2 separate regions of the Mus musculus genome follow, and region 1 is linked to region 2. A link is a contact called in public Micro-C data. All regions are on one chromosome and are shown on one strand. Each heading gives the region's core, a stretch centred on a gene start, on an enhancer-like site or on the middle of the called end of the contact. The rest is flanking DNA. Distances are from core to core; before and after follow the strand shown.

Region 1 (4,722 bases), core at 1,981-4,480, 100 kb before region 2:
AGAAATAAACAGAAGCACACTCCCATTTCCATTCATATTCTGTTTCTTTCCATGAGATGAGTATTGTGTTGGGACCACGTATAATGAACAGATGCAGGTCGCAGGCTATCGGGAGCCAGGCAGCTCATGACTTTGTGGTATAGAGCAGGTCTTTAAAAGCTTTTCCAAACAGAGTAGTCTTTTGGGCAAGCTGGTCGGCTCCCATGGAAATACTAGAATCTGATTTTCTTTTCCTTCTTTTGTTGATGCAGAGCTGTGCACCCACGGGTTCTGAGAAACCAAAGGTGAGGTGTTTGTCAGGCCTGGGAAGAAGTCATGCTTCCCAGGGGGAGGTGACAGCTGAGGTGTCACTTCAGCTGTTATTTCATCTCCCTGCAGTAGGATCCTCATGCAGCAAAGTGAGAACAAGCTCTGACCTATTTAGGATGCTAAGACACCATTGAGCGCAGCTATGTGGGAGTGGGGGTAGGGGCAGATGATGCAGATCCTGAAACTGCCATAGGAAGAAACTGAGCATTTTAGAGATGCTTTTATAATGACCTTGGTTTTTATTACTTTAATATTATTAATACTATGTATCATTTGTAGACATGGCATCATTTATTTCTATATTAATACTAAAAAGACTCACATAATATGCATGTTTTATAAATACAACTTCTTTGAGGGGTTAACAAGGTCTTAGGCAGCCAAGGCTGGTCTCAAACTTCTGATTGTTCTGTTCTTCCCTCCCAAGTGCTGTGATTTCAGCCACACCTACCCTGCCCAGCTCAGAAACAGTCACTCTAGGCCTCAGAATCATCTATTTTCAGGTAGGTGTGAAACCTTTACAAATATTTTCCATTTCATCTTTAATTTTGGTTGAGTCCTAATTTTGTAGTCTGGCTCTATATGCAGAAATTTAATATATTGAAGTGTTGTAAAAGCATTTTCCTTTTTGTAAAACACTGGACACATGGAAAACTCATCCCTGCATTCCTTTTGTTGTATAACCTCACACTTTCATGATTGAAACTTTCGAATTGTTTCTTGTTTTCATGGTGCTAGGGATCAAACCCAGGACCTTGCATATCCAGGCAAGGTTTTTTTTTTTTTTTTTTTTTTTTTTTTACCATGAGTCAAATCCCCTAACTCCCCCCAGCCCTGATACACACACACACACACACACACACATACACACACACACACACACACACACACACACACACACACACGGTCAGTTTCTATTTGTAACTCAGAATGGTTTGGAACTTGGTATATACACAGTATCTTAGACTGGCCTCAATCCTGAGATCCTCCTGCCTCAATGTCTCCCCATCCAAAGTGCTCAGTCTAATGGCCTTTAAGGCTTTCAAGTTTATTAGTTTAAAATAATTTTATCAAGAAAAATATATTTAGTCCATGATTAAGGCAAAGTAATAAAACCCCGAGTTATGGTCTGAGTGTGGTAGCTTTAAATCCCAGCACTTAGGAGGGAGAGGCAGGAGGATTTCTGTGAGTTTGAAGCCAGCCTGGTAATCTAGAAAAGTATTTGTGTATGGGCTAGAGAGATGGCTCAGAAGTTAAGAGCGCTGACTGCTCTTCTAGAGGTCCTGAGTTCAATTCCCAGCAACCACACATAACCACACAACCATCTGTAATGGGATCTGATGCCTTCTTCTGGTGTGTGTGAAGACAGCGACAGTGTACTCATATACATAAAATAAATAAATAGATCTTTAAAAAAAAAGAAAGGAATGCATTTGTGTGTGTGTGTGTGTGCGCGCGTGCACACACACACACACACACACGCACATGTACAAAGTTGCATAACAAAAGGAATGCAGGGATTAGTTTTCAATGTGTCCAAATGAGGTTTTGTAAAAAAGATGAATTCATTTAACATTAACAACTCATAAAGCCATCACAATCACCTAGCTCTAGAATGCTAGCACAATTTCTGGTTGGGAGTTCAACTCGGTGACACAGTGATTGCTACCAAGCAGAAAAACCTAGGTTCCATCTCCAGAACAAAACCAAACCAAAACAACAAAACCAAATCTATTTTCTGTACCTGGCAAACAGGAACCATTCGCTCGCTCTCTTTGGCCATGACTGTTCCACTCTCTGTCTCCATGACGTGACTGGCTCGTCCTGGCTAGGAGACTCATTCACGTTGTACCATGAATGACAATGTCCTTTTAATCTTCTTTTATAAGCTGAATAATGTCTGTTGTATGTATTTACAAACTTTCTGTACCCATTCATCTCTCAGTAGACATTTGGGTTGTTCCTACATTTTGGTTGTTACCATCAAAAATGATATAATTATTTAGTCAGGTCCCTGACCTCAATTGTGGTCAGTAGGCACTTTTGAGTGGAAATGCTTTATCAATATTGTACCATATGCTTAATTTTTGAAGCACTTCCATTTTTTTTTTGCCATAGCAGTTGCACTATTATCTTTGGCGTAGATTTCAATTTTTTAACATCCTCCCACAATTTAAATTTAAAATTTTAAATTTTATATAACATTGATTAATTTTTTGTAACCTCATCTAGTTTTTGATTGCTTGTTTTTTAAACAGCCAAGAGATTAGTTTATTTCATTTTCTGGAGTGTTTTGCCTGTGTGTATGTCTATACACTGCACAGATGCAGTACCTATGGAGACCTAAGGGGACATTGGATCCCCTGGAACCAGGGCTACATATGGCTGTTAGTGTCATGTGGGTGCTAGGAACTGAATCTAGGTCCTCTGCAATGTGACAAGTATTCTTAACCATCAAGCAATCCCTCTGGCCCCAGGTTGCTTTTTGAGACAGGGTTTCATTGTAGCTCAGGTTGGCTTCAAATTCACCATGTAGCCAGGGCTATCCATGAATTCCCTATGCCCCTGCCTCCACCTTGTAAGCACTGAGATTGCAAGTGTGACACACCACATCTGGCTTACTTATCCAGTGTGTCTAGCTTTTGTGATTCCTGTTAGTGCAATATGAATACTTACACTTTGCATATACCTTCTCTGGCTATAAAGGAAGTATGTAATTATTGAAAACCTACAGCTCATATAATCTATAATTTTTCTGTCCTTTACAGAGCTGAGTTTATTAGGTCACATTTGCAGTAATGCCTGAAATCTTACTAGTTCTTTCGCTAGTCAAATCTACTTTCCTCTGCTCTGTTCTACCCTGGTCTTTCCTGATGGCCCTGCCTGAGCAATGCAGTCCCTGATGTAGTTACCATAGGAGCCACTGGAGGGCAGTAGCTCCCTCTCACCTCTGCCCCTATTGTAGAAAGGGTGTTGCCATTAGGCCAAGAGCATTCCTGAAGCAGCAACTTAAGGAGTTGCTCAACAACTGTAGAGAAACAGGGAGAGCCTCCTTCTTCCACATTTAGTTATACGTTGTCACCTGGGTTTTGTACAATTCCAAGCCTAGGACCTGACTGAGAAAGTGGAGGGGGAATGGCCCTGGGGGTGGGGAGATAGCTCTGTTGGTAAAGTCTTCATTAAATGCAATATCCAGGCGCTCCTGCATGCAGATCTGGAAACTTCAGTGGCCAGTGACCCTGCCTCAAAGAATATAGTGGCAGCTAAGGAGGCAAAGGCAGGTGGATCTCTGAGAGTGTGAGGCCAGCCTGGCTTACATAGTGAATTCAAGGCTATCCAAGGCTACACAGTGAATTCCTGTCTCAAAAACAAAACAAAATAACAAAAACAACCAAACAACCCTGAAACGTAACTGTAACAAAGTGGCCAGGTCTGGAGAGATGACTCAGTGGGTAAGAGTTCTTGCTGCTCTTCCAGAGAACCGAGGTTTAATTCCCAAATGGCAGCTCACAACTATACCTAACTCCAGTTTCAGGGGGTCTGACTCCCCATTCTGGCCTTCAGGTGCACTGCACACACATGGTGCATAGATACTGAGACACATACAATAAAAGTAAATAAAATCTTTAAACAAATAAGGTGATGGAATTCAAGCTGTTGGTAGAGTGCTTGCCTAGTTTACATCAAGCTGCAGGCCCTATCCCAAGTATTCCTTGAAAAATGGTGGGGTGGTGTAGCTCTATCACCCCAGTTCTCAGGAAGGACAAGCAGGATCAGAAAGTCAAGGCCATTCTGAGCCACACTGTGAGTTCCAGGCCAGTATGAGCTACGTGAGATTCTGTGTAATAGAATTCTGTGCAAATAAACAACAACAACAAAATAACAAAGCATGAGAGACTGGAAAAACATGACATATCAACCATTGGCTTTCACAGGCATGTGTGCTCACCTACACACACGGACACACACAAATAAAGAAAAGAGAAAAAAAATGGCCCTGATACCCTGTAGTTGGCAGCCCACAGCTGGTCTCAGAGCGTTCCCTTACCAAAGATAAACAGTTTTCACAGAGTAACAACAATCCTCAGGCGAGGTCACTTGGTTGTCTTGGGGAAACAAGGCAATAAGGAAAATCAGCATGGACACAGAAAAGGACATTCAACAACCACAAAAACATCCTTACGGTTCTAGCTACGTGGACAAGAACCTAGCCTTTTATCGTGTTAATGGGATGAGGTTGCCAGCTGTTGTCTCCATCCTAGTTCTCTCTGCTGCCTCCCTACCTTCCTCAAACACCTTCTCATGCAAACTAATCCCTGTGTAATGACTGAGGTTTCAGCTTAGGTCATTGACCACGTGAATGGACGACTTTTGTTTGGTTGGTTTGATTTTCAAGATAGGGTTTCTCTGTGT
Region 2 (5,038 bases), core at 1,142-3,641:
CCCTGAGGCCTAATGAAGTGGATAAATAATTGTGTTAAGTGTTAGTGAGGGTAAGAGAGAGTAAGTTCAACGGTTCAAAGATCTAAAAACTCAGCAAGAAACAGTGATTATAAATCCCGTGACTCATAAATGCCAGCCCTCAGAAGTTGCTGTGTTCTTACCTTCACCTCTGACCTCTGTAGTTGTAAGTTACACTACAGCAGCGGAATGTCACGTTTTTTAAGAAGATCTATTTACTTTTTCATTATTGTCACTATTGGTTTGGCATGGATAGTTAAATTAGGATTTATAATGATAATATATGAATGTCAAATTTTACTTCCAGGTTTGGTAACATGGTCTATATTTTTTTTTCTAGCTCCAGAACCTGGGTATCAACCCAGCAAACATTGGCTTCAGTACCTTGACTATGGAGTCAGACAAATTCATCTGCATTAGAGAAAAAGTGGGAGAGCAGGCCCAGGTGGTAATCATTGATATGAATGATCCAAGTAATCCAATTCGAAGACCAATCTCAGCAGACAGTGCCATCATGAATCCTGCCAGCAAAGTGATTGCACTGAAAGGTATAAAGGATTGTGAATGTTTTTCTTGAAATTCTTATGTGTGTTGTATGCAAATAAAATTACTGACTTGTACTTTTTCTGTTATATGTTGAATAAATTTAATTAGATCTGCAAAGTTGAAATTAATTCTGAACTTGAGTTAGTGTTTGTAATTTTAACCTTGAATGTTTCTCTGAAATGTTGTAGAATAGATATACTTGAAATAATTGTAAGTTTTACGATATATACATTTTATATCTGACATGATAAAAGGCTAAAAGCATTTCTGTATAGGGGAATGAAAGTAGTATTCTGTAATAAGTCATAACAATATTAGGACCTAAACATTTCAGTGGTTACTGTAACAATCAGCTTCTCCATTCTATGCCTTTTTTATAGTTTAGGCTTCTTTTCACTTAGATCATCAAGTGCTAAAAGTGGCTTGAATTTAAACTTGTTAGAGAGAGTTGGGGAGAATAACTGCACACGGTTTTTAAAATTCATCACCATCATCATCATTTTAGTTGAGTCTTACTTTGTTGCCCAGGCTGGCTTTGAACTAGAATTCTCTTACCTAAGAGAATTTGAGTAGCTGAGATCGTAGGGGTGGGCAGCCAGGCCCAGCCAAACTAACTAGTTTCCACAGGGAGCAATGCTGCGGATCAATCTAAATAGAGTTAAACAATCTCATTTTATCTGAGAACCTATCTTCTTTTCCTTTGAACTTTAGAATGAAGGTACAATAGAAAACTAGAAGTTACTAAGACTAAGAAGTCTAGGTGCAAACTGCTAGACCTTTGAAGTAGCATTTAAAACTGCCTCCTTTTCCTTTGTGCTTTAATTAGGGATTGGATCCAATGCTGCACACATGCTAGGCAAGTGGGCAGAGGGTTGGTACTGGGCTATATCTCAGCCTTTGTTTTTCTTGATAATAAGAAAGAGAATTCAGTTTCCTGGTAATTTATAAAGTGTGGATGAATTAGAGGCACTGAGCTTTTCAACCTGTCTTTTCTTCACGTCATTCAAACTGGGGGCCTGATTTTGGTGTATAGTTTTGTTTTGGTGACACAGGGTCACTCGTTTTGTTGCCCCCGCTGTCCTGATCTTGCTATTAGAGCAGGTTAGCTTCAAATTCACAAAGATCACCTGCCTCTGCCTCCCTAGTGCTGGGATCAGAGACATACACCACCATGCTCAGCCCATTTAATCTTTAAAAATACATCTTGAATAATTCTTAATTGAATAGTTTGGGTCTAGAAGTATTGAGAGTTTTTTTTGCTTTGAGGAGATTTTTAGAATTCTTTTTAGAACATTCTGTTTGTTATTTTGTCTATCTATGTGGGGGGACATACATGTGAAGGAAACTCAGGGAAGTCCGTTCACCTCCCATCATGTGGGGCTGGCTTGTCAGCAAATGCCTTTCCTTCCCTGCTGCACAGTTCACAGACTTAGATTTGGAATCTCTGCATAGATTTTGTTCGTGAGCATCACTAACTAACCTGAAAGTCAAAGATTAGAAGCCTGAACTTTCTAGTTTCGTGGTACAGGTTTTGGAACATTTTGGAGTATCTTACTGGCAGGTTGGGAGCTAAGAATAACCTAGTCAACATAACATCAGAATTTATGTCAGGCAGAATTGATCTCATCTTCAGAAAGGATATTTCACCTTTTACCTATGACCAGATATTTTGGGATAGTATACATTTTGCTTTTACCTAAAAGTATATTACGTTTTAAAGTATTAAAATGTCTGTCGACCTCCTTAAATAATTTGAATTCGAGTGCTTTGCATACATCACACTTCTCTTTTTAAAGGCCATCAGTTGAATTTTGCCAAGTTCTTTTCTATTTTTAATGTTACTGTTATCTTATCACATTTCTTAATGCTTTCTTATGTGTGCAGATGGTGAGTTACCTTAAATTAGATTGTGTTAGTCATTGTCCTGTTCTATAAAAAGAATGATTTAAAAAATTTATAGCTTTGCAAAATAGTGTGTTATACTTTGTGTCTATCTGTCTACTTCATAGCTATTATCCCTTGTTCCTTCCCCAGACGCTTACACATAGTCTAGCCCCCTTCATGTAAAACAGAATAAAAGTCTAGTTATTTAGAGGTTGATGGATACAGTAAAGAAAAGCAAATTCTTTAAATATTCTGCTTCCCTCTGAAGCCAGTTTAAACTTCATGCCTTCTTTTTATAAACAGGACTATAACTTTCACAATTTCTCCAGTCTGGTTGTGGTTTATAAGCCGTGTGGGATGGGAGTCATACACTGTCTTATAGAAGAAGGCTTTGTTGTTTAGTACGATGGGTTGCCGTACAAAGCTCTTAGGCTTTGTCTGTTTCCCACCTCCCTTGTCACCCTCCCACTCTGACAGCTTTTGTCCTTTAGGAGCCAGATTCTCCGTGGCTCAGGAACAGAGTTACCCTCAGTTTCTGAGGATTATCCTTCAGAGCCTAGGCATGGCTCTGGGCTTTGACTGCTGTTGATTTCAGTGAAATCACCTTTCCGACTGTGACAAATTTCAAACGACAAGTATAAGCCCTTGCATCTGACTCTGGACTTTTAACATTAAATGCGAATTTCCCCTACTTTTACTAAACGCTTACTGTCTTAACTGGATGAAGCTTGGACTTTGTTCTCACTCCAGTATATTAACAGCATTGGAAACCACCCTCCCCCTGTCTTCCTCTTCTTTCTCCAGCACTTCTGTTTTCCCTTTGTATCTTAGACCAGTTAAATGTAGCATGCACTATGGTGACCAGCAAAGTTGACATACAACTTCTTTTCAAAACGCAGTTTCCACAAAATCGAGTTGGGTGAGAGATGACTGCATTTTAAAAAGTGGACATTTCCTCCTTGTGTTTCTATTAGATTGGCTTTGTCTTTTGTATATACAGCTACTTTAGTTTATGTGTGAGCTAAGTATGCAATGAAAGTTACAGCTCTGTTTTTTATCAGTAAGAAAGCTTTTCCTTAGTCTTATTTTCACTTTGGATGTAGAATCCTGTAGAAGTCACATGTTTATAGTATTGCCGTTGTGTTCATTAGAGGTAATAAAGAGTTTTGCCTAAGGGTGCAGGTGTACATTGGTTTGCTTGGTCTCAGCTGTAGTTCTAGCAATGTGACTCATATAGTTATTAGTCCCAGGATAAAACCACATTACTTGGAACGTAGGGATAGTTAGCTAGGTATTAATTTTAAACTTTGCTTCTTTTTCATTATTCTTTAATTCTTTATTCAGCTGGCAAAACTCTTCAGATATTTAACATTGAAATGAAAAGTAAAATGAAGGCCCATACCATGACTGATGATGTCACCTTCTGGAAATGGATCTCTTTGAATACGGTTGCTCTTGTTACGGATAATGCAGTTTATCACTGGAGTATGGAAGGAGAGTCTCAGCCAGTGAAAATGTTTGATCGTCATTCTAGCCTCGCAGGATGCCAGATCATCAATTACCGTACAGATGCAAAGCAGAAATGGTTGCTTCTCACTGGCATATCTGCACAGGTAATTCTCGTTAGTTTGTGATGAAGAAGTGGCCTAAAGCCCTGTTTTGTTCAATATCACTTCAGTTAGGTCTTTAAACCCAATGTTACTGAATTTGATTTATTTTGAAAGGTTTTCGTTTTTAGTGATTGTTGGCTTATACCTTTAACCTGACGTGAAACTTGAGTACTCTTACCAGTTTTTGTGTTTTTTTAAAAGATTTATTTATTATATGTAAGTACACTGTAGCTGTCTTCAGACACTCCAGAAGAAGGCATCAGATCTCATTACGGATGGTTGTGAGCCACCATGTGATTGCTGGGGTTTGAACTCTGGACTTTCAGAAGAGCAGTCAGGTGCTCTAACCCACTGAGCCATCTCACCAGCCCCCCTCTTATCAGTTTTTAATTTTCACAGATTAAGGAAAGATTGAGTGATTAGAATGTTTTTGGAGTCTCAGTGTGCTTCAGAGTGAATCTGTATTGTTGTAGTAAGATGGGTAAAGAGATGACAGGATGAGACATGTTTTATTCACATTAGACTTTAATAAGATAATTTTGGAGTTAAACTTTTAAAGTTAAGTATCAATCTACAATAAGAGACTAACATGTGGTGCTGGAGAGATGGCTCATTGGTTAAGAGCACTGACTGCTCTTCTAGAGGTTCTGAGTTCAATTCCCAGGAACCACATGGTGGCTCACAACCATCTACAATGGGATCTGATGCCCTCTTCTGGTGTGTCTGAAGACAGCTACAGTGTACTCATATACATACAATAAATAAATCTGAAAGAGAGAGAGAGAGAGTGTGTGTGTGTGTGACAAGTACTGCTGAAGCTGGCAAACTATTGTAACTGCTTCACTAACTGAATCTGAGATCTGCTGGGTCATTGGATCTCTAAAGATTTTTGTTTCTTGTTTTTATTTGCAGCAAAATCGTGTGGTTGGAGCTATGCAGCTGTATTCTGTAGATAGGAAAGTTTCTCAGCCTATTGAAGG

Evidence for each region. Hi-C and Micro-C count contacts between places; a contact is called where the count stands out from the background.
Region 1: a Micro-C map of B cells shows a contact between it and region 2, with 5 times the contacts expected there. The contact joins two enhancer-like sites. A contact is called at or near these places in 3 of 15 datasets of contacts at CTCF or cohesin (CD8 T cells, large pre-B cells and pro-B cells), 8 of 484 Hi-C or Micro-C datasets (B cells, the G1E-ER4 cell line, Th2 cells and 4 more) and 5 of 115 datasets of contacts at active chromatin or transcription factors (CD8 T cells, bone marrow-derived macrophages, effector CD8 T cells and 2 more).

Annotation. Positions count from the first base shown.
Region 1 is chr11:86,835,114-86,839,835 of GRCm38.p6, reverse strand. It overlaps Gm33742 (a long non-coding RNA gene), which reads left to right. Exons shown (of 5, transcript XR_001780285.2): 4 at 737-812. Among named protein-coding and RNA genes, the nearest start is that of Gm51288, 15 kb to the left of the region's middle. Within about 2 kb of position 3,230, at least 62 of the 459 cell types and tissues checked have an H3K27ac peak or open chromatin away from gene starts, as enhancers often do. A contact at or near this core is called in B cells and bone marrow-derived macrophages, where this site is marked.
Region 2 is chr11:86,732,599-86,737,636 of GRCm38.p6, reverse strand. It overlaps Cltc (clathrin, heavy polypeptide (Hc)), which reads left to right. Exons shown (of 32, transcript NM_001003908.2): 2 at 359-566; 3 at 3,793-4,061; 4 at 4,971-5,038. Among named protein-coding and RNA genes, the nearest start is that of Cltc, 22 kb to the left of the region's middle. Within about 2 kb of position 2,391, at least 18 of the 459 cell types and tissues checked have an H3K27ac peak or open chromatin away from gene starts, as enhancers often do. A contact at or near this core is called in B cells and bone marrow-derived macrophages, where this site is marked.